Regions from separate parts of the Mus musculus genome. Here region 2 is linked to region 1. The links are chromatin contacts, called in public Hi-C maps. All regions are on one chromosome and are shown on one strand. Each heading gives the region's core, a stretch centred on a gene start, on an enhancer-like site or on the middle of the called end of the contact. The rest is flanking DNA. Distances are from core to core; before and after follow the strand shown.

Region 1 (5,668 bases), core at 2,025-4,524:
AACTTAGATCTCAGAGACCAGAAGAGATAGACTATAGTCCCACAACACCAGAGAGAGAGAGAGAAGGAGAGTCAGAGGGAGAGAGAAAACTATTCCTTCTCACTGCAAAGTCTCCACCTTCAACCATTTCTGACCCTCAGATCAACCCAGTCCACAGTAAGATGAATGCTCCACTCAAAAGCACATCTTTGCTTATTCGGTGTTCCAATTTCTTCACCCTTCCAAATGGCAAAAGAAAGCAGCACCCGCTTTCTAACTTATCAACCTGCTTCTTGCTCTCTTTCCTGGAAACAAGCTCCACCCTCCTGTGCAGATTTCTCACAAAGCAGCTCCTAAATACCACTGGAAATGACTACTCTCCAGGAAAATACAACTTTGCTTAGTGGAAGAGCTTCAGGGAGCAGTCTGCCATTGGTCAATTCTTCATTCCAGACAAGGCTCCTAAGCCTGGCACAAATCTGCTGCGGGAACTCACCCACCCAACCCCTGCAATGTGGTCAGGTCATGTGGCAGTCCATGCCTGCTACAGACTGCTCAAATCACTGACTCTTAAAGACCATACAACAAAACACCCCTAAGCACATAGCAACCATAAGCACCAAATGAAGTCACACAACCACGACAGCAGCAACCAACAAGTCATGGAACAGCATCTAATCTTTTCTCAACCCAATTACAGTCAGCTTCACTTGTAATTTGTGGTCTTGCATCACTGGCCCCACCCTTTATGCCAGAAAGTCATACCCCGGAGTCATAGACTCGGAGGCCTCACAGCATGGTTTACACTGGTGTGTGTGGTGGCAGGCAGCCCTGGGTTCAAGTTTCAGCTCTACTTCTTCTTACTAATAAAAAGGTACCTGTCTGGGTAAGTTAGCCTATCAAAACCTCAGCTTAGACATCACTTTCTAGATGAGATAATATATAGAGAGAACCCACTTGAAAATGTGACAGTGACCGCTGATAATACAGTCTCCTCAGGGGATTGTTATCCGTGAAAAGGAAGTCACCTCAGAGAACCCAGATACCCTGGAGGCTTCCTATAGCCTCTTTCCTACAAAAGAGACCTTTAAGAAAAAGTCAAGCCCTAGCAAGAAAACTAAAAAAAAAAAAAAAAATTACTGCAGGCCAGTAACACCACACCAGACAGCTAAGTGACACTCTGTTCCTATAATGAAGAGAAGACTGGTACCAATGAAAAGGGCAAGGAAAGAGGAAGCAGTTCAGGAAAATCCTTTCAAGAGTCAAAATTTCAGAGAGAAAACACGGACCCTGGAAACTCCCTACTCATTGAATCTAATGAATTCTGACTGTCTAGATATAAATAGAAAGGCAAAAGGGCAATATTGAATATCTCAAGAACCTCACACACAAGCGGCAGAATATTCATGTTCAAGAGTGTGCATGTGGAGCAGGGGAGATGGCTCAGCATTAAGAGTACAGACTGTTCTTCCAGAGGTCCTGAGTTCAAATCCCAGCAACCACAGGGTGGCTCACAACCATCTGTAATGGGATCCAATGCCCTCTTCTGGTGTGTGTGAAAAGAGTGACAGTGTGATCACATTAAATAATTAAAAAGGGTGTCCATGTGTGCACACATATGTGGGTGCCTGATAGGGAACCTGTGCCTGAACACCCATGCAGAGGGCCAAAGATGCTGGAGCACAGGAAAGCATCCATATCAGTGCCTTCCTCTACTGCTCTTCACCCACTTGAGAAAAGGTCTCTCTCTCTCAATGCACCCGAAGCCTGATATTTTTAGCTAGGCTGGTGGAACAGCAAAAGCCCAGGGTCCACCAGCGCCACGTGCAGCACAAAGGTTCCAGGCAGTGGAACAGCCACGTCCAGCTTTAATGTGTGCCGTGAAGATGCGAACCGGGGTCCTCAGGACTGAGCAGCAAGCACCTGTATCCACTGAGCCATCTCCCCGGATCCCCCTGCAGAGTATATTAATCCTGAGAAAGACAACAGGGACAGCAAAAACAAAAAAAGTTTCAAAAACTGGCTCTCTGGGGAAACTGTCTTCCACTCTGGAGAGAAAAGTCGTTGGAGTTACAATATGAAAAGCAATCGAAAAGATCACAGCCATCTTAAACAGAAAAATCTGTTAACAAACGAGAAATGTCAGACCTCAAGATGTGGGAGGAAAAAAAGGAGAAACAATATAAGAAATAGAACAGAACTTATGCTACAAAATTAGTGTGGAAGTGGAGGTGATGGAATTCAAAATTCCGAATAAAGAAAGCAAAGGTAAGTGAGCAGGATCTATAATAAGAACCCTACACAGGGAATCAGAACACCTGGACTCTTATTATTGGCTCCACTCCAAACCGCCATGTGCCCTTAAGGCAAGTTAGTTACTCTCTTTAAAAACAGGCTCCTTGTCCTTAAGAAGTGAAGAAATGCTACTTAGTATAAGATCCCTGCCAGGCTAAATTTTTAATTTAAAAATACACGAAAATCAGGAGCTTCCAGGCCTAGAAACTAGACATTGAGATAAAAGGGGGAAAGAGTTGAGAAAACTTTGGGTGAATAAGTGAGTCAGTGGACAGAGACAAGCTTCGTGACAGCCAAGCACTCCCGGGGTTCCAGGAAAAGATGTCCGGATCTAGAGAAACTGCGAACTAATCGGCATATGTCAAAATGGACAGAAAGAGGGGGATGGGAGTAACTATCCGTGAACTATCTCCGTTAATGAACCGGTAATAGACCTGCTTCTGGTAAACAGGTAGGGGCTCCGAAAGCCGCGACCCACGAAAATCACAGCGAGCGAATCATGGACAGGTTGCCCGGGAGGCAAAAGTCAAGATAAGTTCGTTCTCGGGTTCTGCCTGGTGAAGATTCGGAGAGTAGGTGGAGAGTGAGGAAGGGGCAGAGGAAAAGCAAACTGAGACCATGCAGGCTGACGGGAGAGAAGGAAGTCAATGCCTGGCTCCTGCTCCAAAGCAGCAGAGGGGTCCGGGTCCAGGGTCCCGCTCTCACCATCTTGACGATGCCCCGCTGCACGGTGGGGACCGCGGGTCCCCCGGAGGAGCCGCTGCTCTGCGCGGAGGAGGCCATGTGTGGAGCTGGAAAGGCAGCGAGTGGGGCGGCCGGCCGGACTGGAAGTGTCAGGGTGGGTGTCGGCGCTTGCAGCGACAAGGAGCAGGCAGGCGACAGGCTACCGTCGGTGGGCTGGACAGAAGCGCCAGGCGCACACTAGAACACCAGCGGGACTGGGAGCAAAAGAGGAGACGCGATCTCCGCCGCCGCCACACGTTCTACTCGCCGCGCAAGCGTGCCAGAGCGCCACCGCCCTCTAGCCAATTAGCGTCCAGAACCCGCTGGAACTCAAGCCAATAGGCACTCTCTTTATGAAGCTCCGCCCTTTGGTCCCAAAACGGGTGCGGAGCTCCAGGAAGCGCTGAAAGAGCTGATTTGCGGTGACGGGATGGTTTTGAGGCGGGACTTCCGGGGAAGTCTTGAGAAGGTGGTGTCGGGAGGTGTAGTGGGAAGGAAAGGACACGTCAGCATCTGGCAGTGGTGCGCGGGGAGCCATGGGAGCCCCGAAGGCGGGGCGGGCCTCGCCCTCCAGCGGAGGTTCTGCTCCTGCCCCGCCCCTCAAGCGGCAAAGCGCCCACGTGTACGGAGCTGGACACCGGAACTGGACGACAAGGGCCTGGGGCCGTCCCAAAGGAACCTTACTGCTCTCAGAGTTCTGACGTTTCACCTCCGCAAAGCAGAGGAAACTTTTGAAAGTCGCCGCCATTGGGTAACCTGCTGATGTTAGTCTTGACCCGGAATGTGGCCGCGAATCTCCCGGTGGTCCGGAGTATCACTGGGGTTTAGTGCTTGTGAGTTCCGCTCATGTTTGTTGATGGAAGCAATAAGCATCTCTTAGAGGATGACTCGTCCTGCACACTGAGAATAGCCTCGTTTTTCGGCTCCTTCCCTCCTGCTCCAACTGAGGTTAGGAAAAACCTTGGGATTTGCCATCCCAGGGCTGAGCGGGAGACAGTCCTAACTCACTGCTAATCTCAGCTCGAGGTGGATCAGGAAAGCCATATTCAAGTGGATATTCAGGGAGAATTTATGGTCTTGGAGTGCCCCGTTTTAGAGCACAGGTTCTTGTATGTATTATTTAATAATAAAACCTGGACCTACGCTAAAGACACTACTTCCACTATAGCCTGTTTTAAGAAGTTTGAGTAGTCACGCATGTCTCAAATCAGGGTCAAGTTTTGGGGTCAGCATCTTCCTATAGCTCCAAAGCCAAGTCTGTACCACGAATTCACCCTATTCAAAAGAGAAAACGGATCTTTATAGATAGATACACACACACACACACACATATATAAAACAATTTTGAGGGGTTGCCCAGTACACTGGTAGCTCAGCTCTAAGACCTCATCTTTAGTGAATTTGACCTTTGCAACAGTGTAGCCACTCTCTCCAGGATAGTTGAAGCAGTTGAAACTAATTCCAAACATCTCATTTTCTGATCATAGTTACTGTCCTTTCCCCCCTACTCAGCCAGTTAATTCTCTTTTGCTTGTACTAATTTTCTATTTCTACACAACCATTGATCCTACTAGTCAGTCCTAACAACCAAATTACGTGGAGCATGAACATGCACAGTATACACTGCCTGTTAAATACTTTTTCCCTGAAGAATATGTTAGTCCTTAAGACAAGCCTACAAAGTCCATATGATCTGTTTCTTCAAAGGAGAGCATTGATGTTTTGTTTTCTGTCTGTTTATTTTTAAGTGAATAGGAATCTCAAAGGGCTCCAACAGGTAAAGTTGATTGCATTGCAAGGTAGATAACCCGAGTTCAGTCCCTGGGACCCACATGGTGGAGGAAGAAAACCAAGTCCTGCAAGCTATCCTCTGACCTCTCAGGCAAACTGTGACATGTGATGCTTGCATACACACACAGATATATATAACATATACATAAAAAATGTAGTTTGAAAAAAAATCTAGTGAGCAGTGCTAGGTCAGTATCTTAAGGGACAGAGTCAAGATATGAACTCAACTGTCTACCATAAATAATCTTATCTTAGGCCTCTACCTGCTTCTCTGGTAGACAAACCTACCTCATCCTCTGCCAAGTCTATAGAATCCATAACCTAGACAAAGATGTTTAATTCTCTAACAAGCTTCCCATGGGGGGGGGGGGGGGAATGCAGTGGACACTGCTGTGCAAGAGCCTTCTGTGTCCACTGTTCAGCTGTCTCCCATTTCGGTCCTCCAGACCACTAGTCCGCTGTTCTTACCATAAGGCACTTTCTAATCATGCCAGTCCCTCAACATCAGGCCAGACTTCAGCTCCTTAGCAGAGCATACCTGGCCCCGAACTACTTTTCAGCTACTTGTGCTCCTCTTTTGTAGTTTTAGTGTATATTGACTTATAGGGAAAGGCTTGCTCAGTATTGTCTAGATCTTTCTGCAGTGATGCAATGTTCTCTTCCTGCCCTATCCAACATGGGAGGCACCAGCCAGCTGTAGCTAATGAGAACTTGCAGTATTGCACGTGCAATTAAGGAAGGGAGTTTTTAATATTAACTTTAATTAATTTAATACACATGACTGGTAACTATTGTATCACACACTATCAAGCTAGGTGATTAAGTTTTAATCTTGCTGTCTGTTACCAGAACCTTTTTTTTCTTTTGTTAACTTTTTATT
Region 2 (5,668 bases), core at 1,810-4,309, 45 kb before region 1:
AGCCACCGTCTAGCTGGTACTTCAATTTTTCTAAAATAGGAAAATGTAGTTTCTCTAAGAAATCACACCTAAGACTCAGGATGCCACTCTGACTCCTCTCGGCAGCCTTGCCTCATGTCCCAACAACACCCAGCATAGCAACACTACTTAACAGAAGCAGAATAAATGTTAGAGGCACAGAAGGGAACGACATTTCAATAGTTCTTTTCGGGGCAAGGGAGGATGTTAATCTTTAGAAGAGATTACACCTTGCTCCTCTCTCCCTCTAAGAACCAGCACTTTTTCTCCTTTCCATCGGCAGAAAGCTGATGAGCAGACTGCACAAGCCACATTTTGCCTGATGAATAACAATTCATATTCTTCTTTGACACAGAACCATCTGGCAGGCATGGCCAGAGAGTCAGCACTCCAGAAGAAACAGACATGACCTTGGCACCCTGCAAACCGAGCCTGCCCACCTTCTGCAGCGGCCATCGTGGCAGTCATCTAGCTGGAAAAGTAACGGCAGGTTAACCGTGTATTACATCTCCATTACAGTGGTGAAAATCCACTTAGTTCTCACAAAGCAAGGTCATTACCTGTGCAAGAATATCACATCTATCAAGGTACACAACAGAGTGAAATTCCCAACAGTCACAACTTTAACAACATAAAAAAAATTAAAAATAAAAACCCCAAACCCAAGCTCCAGAATTAGGAGGGAACTGTTAAAGATAAGAATATGGGAAATAATTTTTCCACGTGTCAGTCTCCTTCTGATTGATGTGTCAGTACTCCAGGAGAGCTGAATTCTAGACCTACATATGAAACTCCCCAGTCCTACTCCCCAGCCTTCAACTGGCAATGGCAACTTCCAGACTCCAAGACTTCCCTTTATAAAGCCTGGAACACTTGAGATGAACTTACTTATGCACTGATTTGTGCACAATCACAAATTAGATACATGACTAATGGTATCTACACAGGAAAGGCTCTCAAGGCAATGGATAATACAATACAAAAAGAAAAAAGAAGAAACCTGCCAAGATTTGAAACAATGTTGAACAGAGCACAAGGCGGACCATCAGCCCAGGGGTCCAGCCCACTCACCGGGTGGAGGATGGTACCCAGAAGGTTCTGATTGTGGCAGCTCTCCAGAATGATCTGAACATCTCTCTGAAGCAGTCGAGACTCGGTGAAAAACTTGGCTTCTGCAGCGAAGGGCTCCGGCGTTTCACTCCCATCTGTTTCCCGACGGAAGGTTGGGCACTAAAGGACAGTAAGGACAGTGAGGAGTGATGAGGTGAGAGCCAGTGACCCCACCCACATCAGGCTTCCAAGGGGCATGAGGGCCACAGCCTGAACTCAGAGTTCGAAAAGCTGCTCTTCTGACCATCTTTAAAACACCAGAGCAATCAAGCTCTGTGTTAAAGACAAATGAAACACAGCACGCGGAGCAGTTTACTTTCCTTTAAAATGGTCCCTTTACCAACAGACAATTCGGCAATACCTTGCTTTCCACCCCTGATTCTTTAGAACACACATGGATAGGTGGACATGAACTCAATTCATATCTACAAAGCTTCAGAGCCACTCAGACCTCCTTCTCTTTATTCCTAGCTTCATGTCTTAAGGTCTCTTTGGTGCCCCAAACCAAACAGGCCTTGATTACTTTAAATCTAATAGAACTGTCTCACTATGAAGCTTAAACCAAAATAAATATGAAATAGTCTAGCCAATGACTCCTAGAACAAAATATATATATTCCCCAAGTAAAGAAATCTGCCCATCAACAAACACTCCACAAACCCCAAACCCACTGTGCAGCTGAGTGTGTGGTCTAACCTTAATCCCTGAGAGCATGACGGTGACAAGGTGGTGACCTGGAAGGAGCAGGGCCCGGACCACACTGCCGTCTCGAACATGCTCAATGATAGCTGAATGATAGAACAAACATTTTTTGACCATTAGAGAAAGTTGGTCCAGGATTACACAATGCCCAACCTACTGCATCTAACCCATCTCCTGCCCAAAAGCCTGAGAAGCCTCCCTCACAGAAACAGAAACGCACTGGCTAAAGAGCAAAGCTCACATGGTGAGTCCAGGAGAACACAGGTCAAACCTGCTTCTCACTTCTGAACCTCCTGAGACCTCCTGCACCTCTACTCTCCAAAACCTAGAATGCTCACCAAAGACCCAATAACCCTCACTGGCCTTGCTTAGATTCTTCTAAATCTGTAGTCAGTAAGAGACCCAAGGAGCAAAACTGCATAGCATATAAATATGTCATATGTTTATATGTGTGTGAAATGTGTTTCTCCCTTCAGTTTTCAGCATTAGTCTAAGCAGCCTTGAGAGAACAAAAAGTACACAGTGTGCCAAACACTAACAGTTTATGATGAGCAGGAGTACAGGGCTAGCCTCAGCAACACACAGCTGTAGTAAGCTTTGTGAACCAATTCAAAGCCCCTTCTAAAACGTCACCATGTTCTTTAACCCTTACGGATTCCCTTTGGATACTAAGTAAGCAAAAGAAAGACTCACTGGATCTTATAAACCCCGAGAATCAAAGAGAGCAAACAGAAAGAAATCACCCTGACTGAGTCTGTCAGCCTTTTCCTGCCATCCTCACCATTGACTGGCTTCTGGTGGTGTGAGTCCACAAAGTGCCTTGGGTTCTCAATGGTGTACTTGAGGTCCCGGATGGTGTGTGAACCGTTGCCCTCACTCCACATCCCTTTCTTCGATGCCTTTGCTTGTTCCTCGCATTCTGAAAGCCGGTTCTGCTCTGGGCTGGGACATGAAAGGCAAACAAATTGTGGTTAGTGGTTCACAAACAGAGCTATGGAGCTCCTTGCCAGTTGGTTTCTTCAGTATCTTCTCCCCTAAAAGAGACCAAGGCATTTATTTAACCAGAAAAAATCACCAGAGGTACAAATTTACAAATTCCAAATTTGTTCCTTCAAAGGACAGATGAAATTCTAAGAGCATTTAATGAGAGGCTCTACAGAACATGCAGTACTTCTGCCAGAGAGTAGAATAGAACAAGTTAACGGCTCCAAGGGGAGCCACTCCAGGGGGTACAAATGCATTTAAGCATCCCAGATTCCAGAAGGCAGGCCCTGCTCAGCAGGGACAGTGCAGGGAAGGTGACTAAGAACCACCCTTAAGGCCTTCTCCATCCACAAGAGGGATGGGGGCAGCTGCAGGACACAGTGCTGTCAGATAATAGTGGCTCAAAATTGTTTAGACACGGAACAAGGCCAGCTAGACAACAGGCAGTTTGAAAATAAAGCCTCCTCCTCGTCTTATGATGTGTCTGAAGACAGCGACAGCTACAGAAGCCTCTTCCTCTACTATGGAAACCAATAGTAGAACCACCCAAAAGGAAAAGATAAAAGCAACAATTACTTCTTAAGGGGGAAAGACTTAGTACAGAAATGACCACACACCCTCCCATCTGAGCTAAAGGTAGGAAGCAGGGAACTACAAGGTTGTTCTCTGCAGGATTCCTGAGACCATCCACCGCCATCCATACACTGAATTTCTTATCCTGGTCTCTAGGAATTTCTGTCTAAGCAAGCCTCACCTAACATTTTCCAAGCTGGAAGTTTCTTGTCCTCTCTTTCTTCTCTTCACCCAAAACATAACTAAAAAACTCAGAGATGTCCACTTCACAGTTAAGTAAGATTACTGAGACTCTGGGGGTGGCATAAGTAGGAGCAAACAAAACCACTACAAGAGGCAGCTTTAGGTCTAGTGGGATTGGTACTTGTTCCAGTAGAAGCAAGACAAAATGGTTAAAGGGTTTTGGTTTTGTTTTGTTTTTTATTCCACTTGCAAACTGAATTCAAAAAATAAATAAATAAAAAAAACACTGCAACAGTAATCATGCCAGTAATTGTCCTTAAGTTAGAACTGTGGCGTGCTTCCAAAAACACCACCTAAAACAAATGTCTTAATTCAACCAATTCCCACAGGCACACAACAACAATTACAGAGTCCAACAAAAGTCTCCTTACAATCAGACAGGACCGCAGGTAAACAGTGAGTGACCTGGCCCCAGAGCCTCAGAGGACAGAAAGAAGGCAAAAAGTACAACTGAGCCTTTGGCTCATTCTCATCAAGTGTACACGTGATGCAAATATTTATTCAAAGCTTTTCTTCAGCTACTGCAGTTACAACATACCAAGGACTTAATGGTTTAAACAGCATGCTTATAGCCTCCAAATTACTGATGGAGAATATCACTTTTCAGAGTCTAAAGTGTTAATTAAAGTCAGCTGCAATTCACCCTATTGAGAATACTAGTAAACTTGAACATGATTATGTACTAGAAGCCTAACATATATGTCTTCTAACAAGTTCACACTACCATTGGCTAGACAAATATATTTTATCTATTAATGAAATATCTACAGATTCAAGAGCACAGGCTTAGAAAAGAAAGGTTTTACTAATCTTCAAATCCAAGAAATTGTAGCTCTGTCAATTAAACAGATTCAAAGCAGAATCTTTCCTTCTCCTTTTTTCACTGCCGTTTTCCTTACACCTGACACGACGTCAGATCTTATCAGCATCACACCTTTTCGTTGTCTGTCTCCCACTAAAATGCTAGCCCAGCCTAAGTCTACTTACTGCTAAATTCTCTGAATGGAATAGCGAGTGATACACAGTTGAGGCTCAATAAATATTTGGGTTGGCTGGCTTGGAAATAGTCTGGAATTGCATACCTATGGCCTAAAACCCAATAATTCATGAATGAATATAAACAAATAAATGAATAAATGAATAAATAAATAAATAAATGGCTGCCTGGTCTCCAGGTCTGTTTTTAAAGGGGTATACATAAGTCAAATACCATTGAGAAATGTTAAGTGATCTCCTGACTCAAAACAATCCATGAGCAACATCTTGGAAGAAACTAAAGCGCCTGAACTGAAGCTATGCATTTTGTAAGAGAGAACGGAAATAACATGAAACAAAATAGCTTATTGGGCTCCCAACCTCTTGGTGCCCCAAGAGAAGTTGCATGCTTACTTGTTGGCTCTCATGCCTTCTCTCCGGGTGGCCAAGCCTTCTGCAACTAGCGACTCTGCAATGTTTTCCCCATTAGTATCTGAGGGAGAAAATTAACCACATTAGTATCTGAGGAAGGAAATGAACCACAGGAGCCAAACCTGCCTCTGCCAGCAACAGCACAGAGGAAGGACCATTTTCATCCTCGCTTTTCAGGATGGGGAAGCTGTGGCAGAGATGTAGCACTGAGATTCTCAGGAAACTCCCAAAACATCTAGTCTCCAGGATACTCTTTCTTCCCAGGACTCTGTTTTTAATTTTCTAGAGATTTCTATGCCAAAAGCAATCTTGGGAACTACGGGAGACTGACATGCATGGCAGGTAGCTCCGCAGAGTGATGAGACCCTATTACTGCTTGGAAAAGTTCTCTCAGAATCCTGTCTTCCCCTCAAAAGCAGGGCCTGCACTTGCCCCACTGGTTCTTGTGAGAATGAAGTAATGCAAATCACCAACACAGTGCAAGGCAGGAGTTAGGAAGATGCGGATAAACGCACTCAGCGCAGCCATCACACAGACACCAGAAAGTCCAATTCCTCTCCATGGCACATTCTAGACTCCAAAGGACACCAAGACTTAAGACTAAGAAGACACCCAGTTTAAGACTGACTAA

The links. Hi-C and Micro-C count contacts between places; a contact is called where the count stands out from the background.
Region 2: a contact with region 1 is called in a Hi-C map of muscle stem cells, with 2.2 times the contacts expected there. The contact joins the enhancer-like site here to the promoter of Snd1 in region 1. A contact is called at or near these places in 1 of 39 promoter capture datasets (the HPC-7 cell line), 12 of 484 Hi-C or Micro-C datasets (the G1E-ER4 cell line, the HPC-5 cell line, the HPC-7 cell line and 9 more), 8 of 115 datasets of contacts at active chromatin or transcription factors (the HPC-7 cell line, the SCID.adh cell line, bone marrow-derived macrophages and 3 more) and 2 of 9 other capture datasets (adipose tissue and embryonic stem cells).

The regions. Positions count from the first base shown.
Region 1 is chr6:28,477,954-28,483,621 of GRCm38.p6, reverse strand. Snd1 (staphylococcal nuclease and tudor domain containing 1) reads right to left here and starts at 3,274. Exons shown (of 24, transcript NM_019776.2): 1 at 2,980-3,274. The coding sequence starts at 3,057.
Region 2 is chr6:28,523,157-28,528,824 of GRCm38.p6, reverse strand. Snd1 (staphylococcal nuclease and tudor domain containing 1) reads right to left here. Exons shown (of 24, transcript NM_019776.2): 4 at 5,020-5,098; 5 at 2,612-2,772; 6 at 1,825-1,916; 7 at 1,090-1,248. Among named protein-coding and RNA genes, the nearest start is that of Snd1, 46 kb to the right of the region's middle. Within about 2 kb of position 3,059, at least 7 of the 459 cell types and tissues checked have an H3K27ac peak or open chromatin away from gene starts, as enhancers often do. A contact at or near this core is called in muscle stem cells, where this site is marked.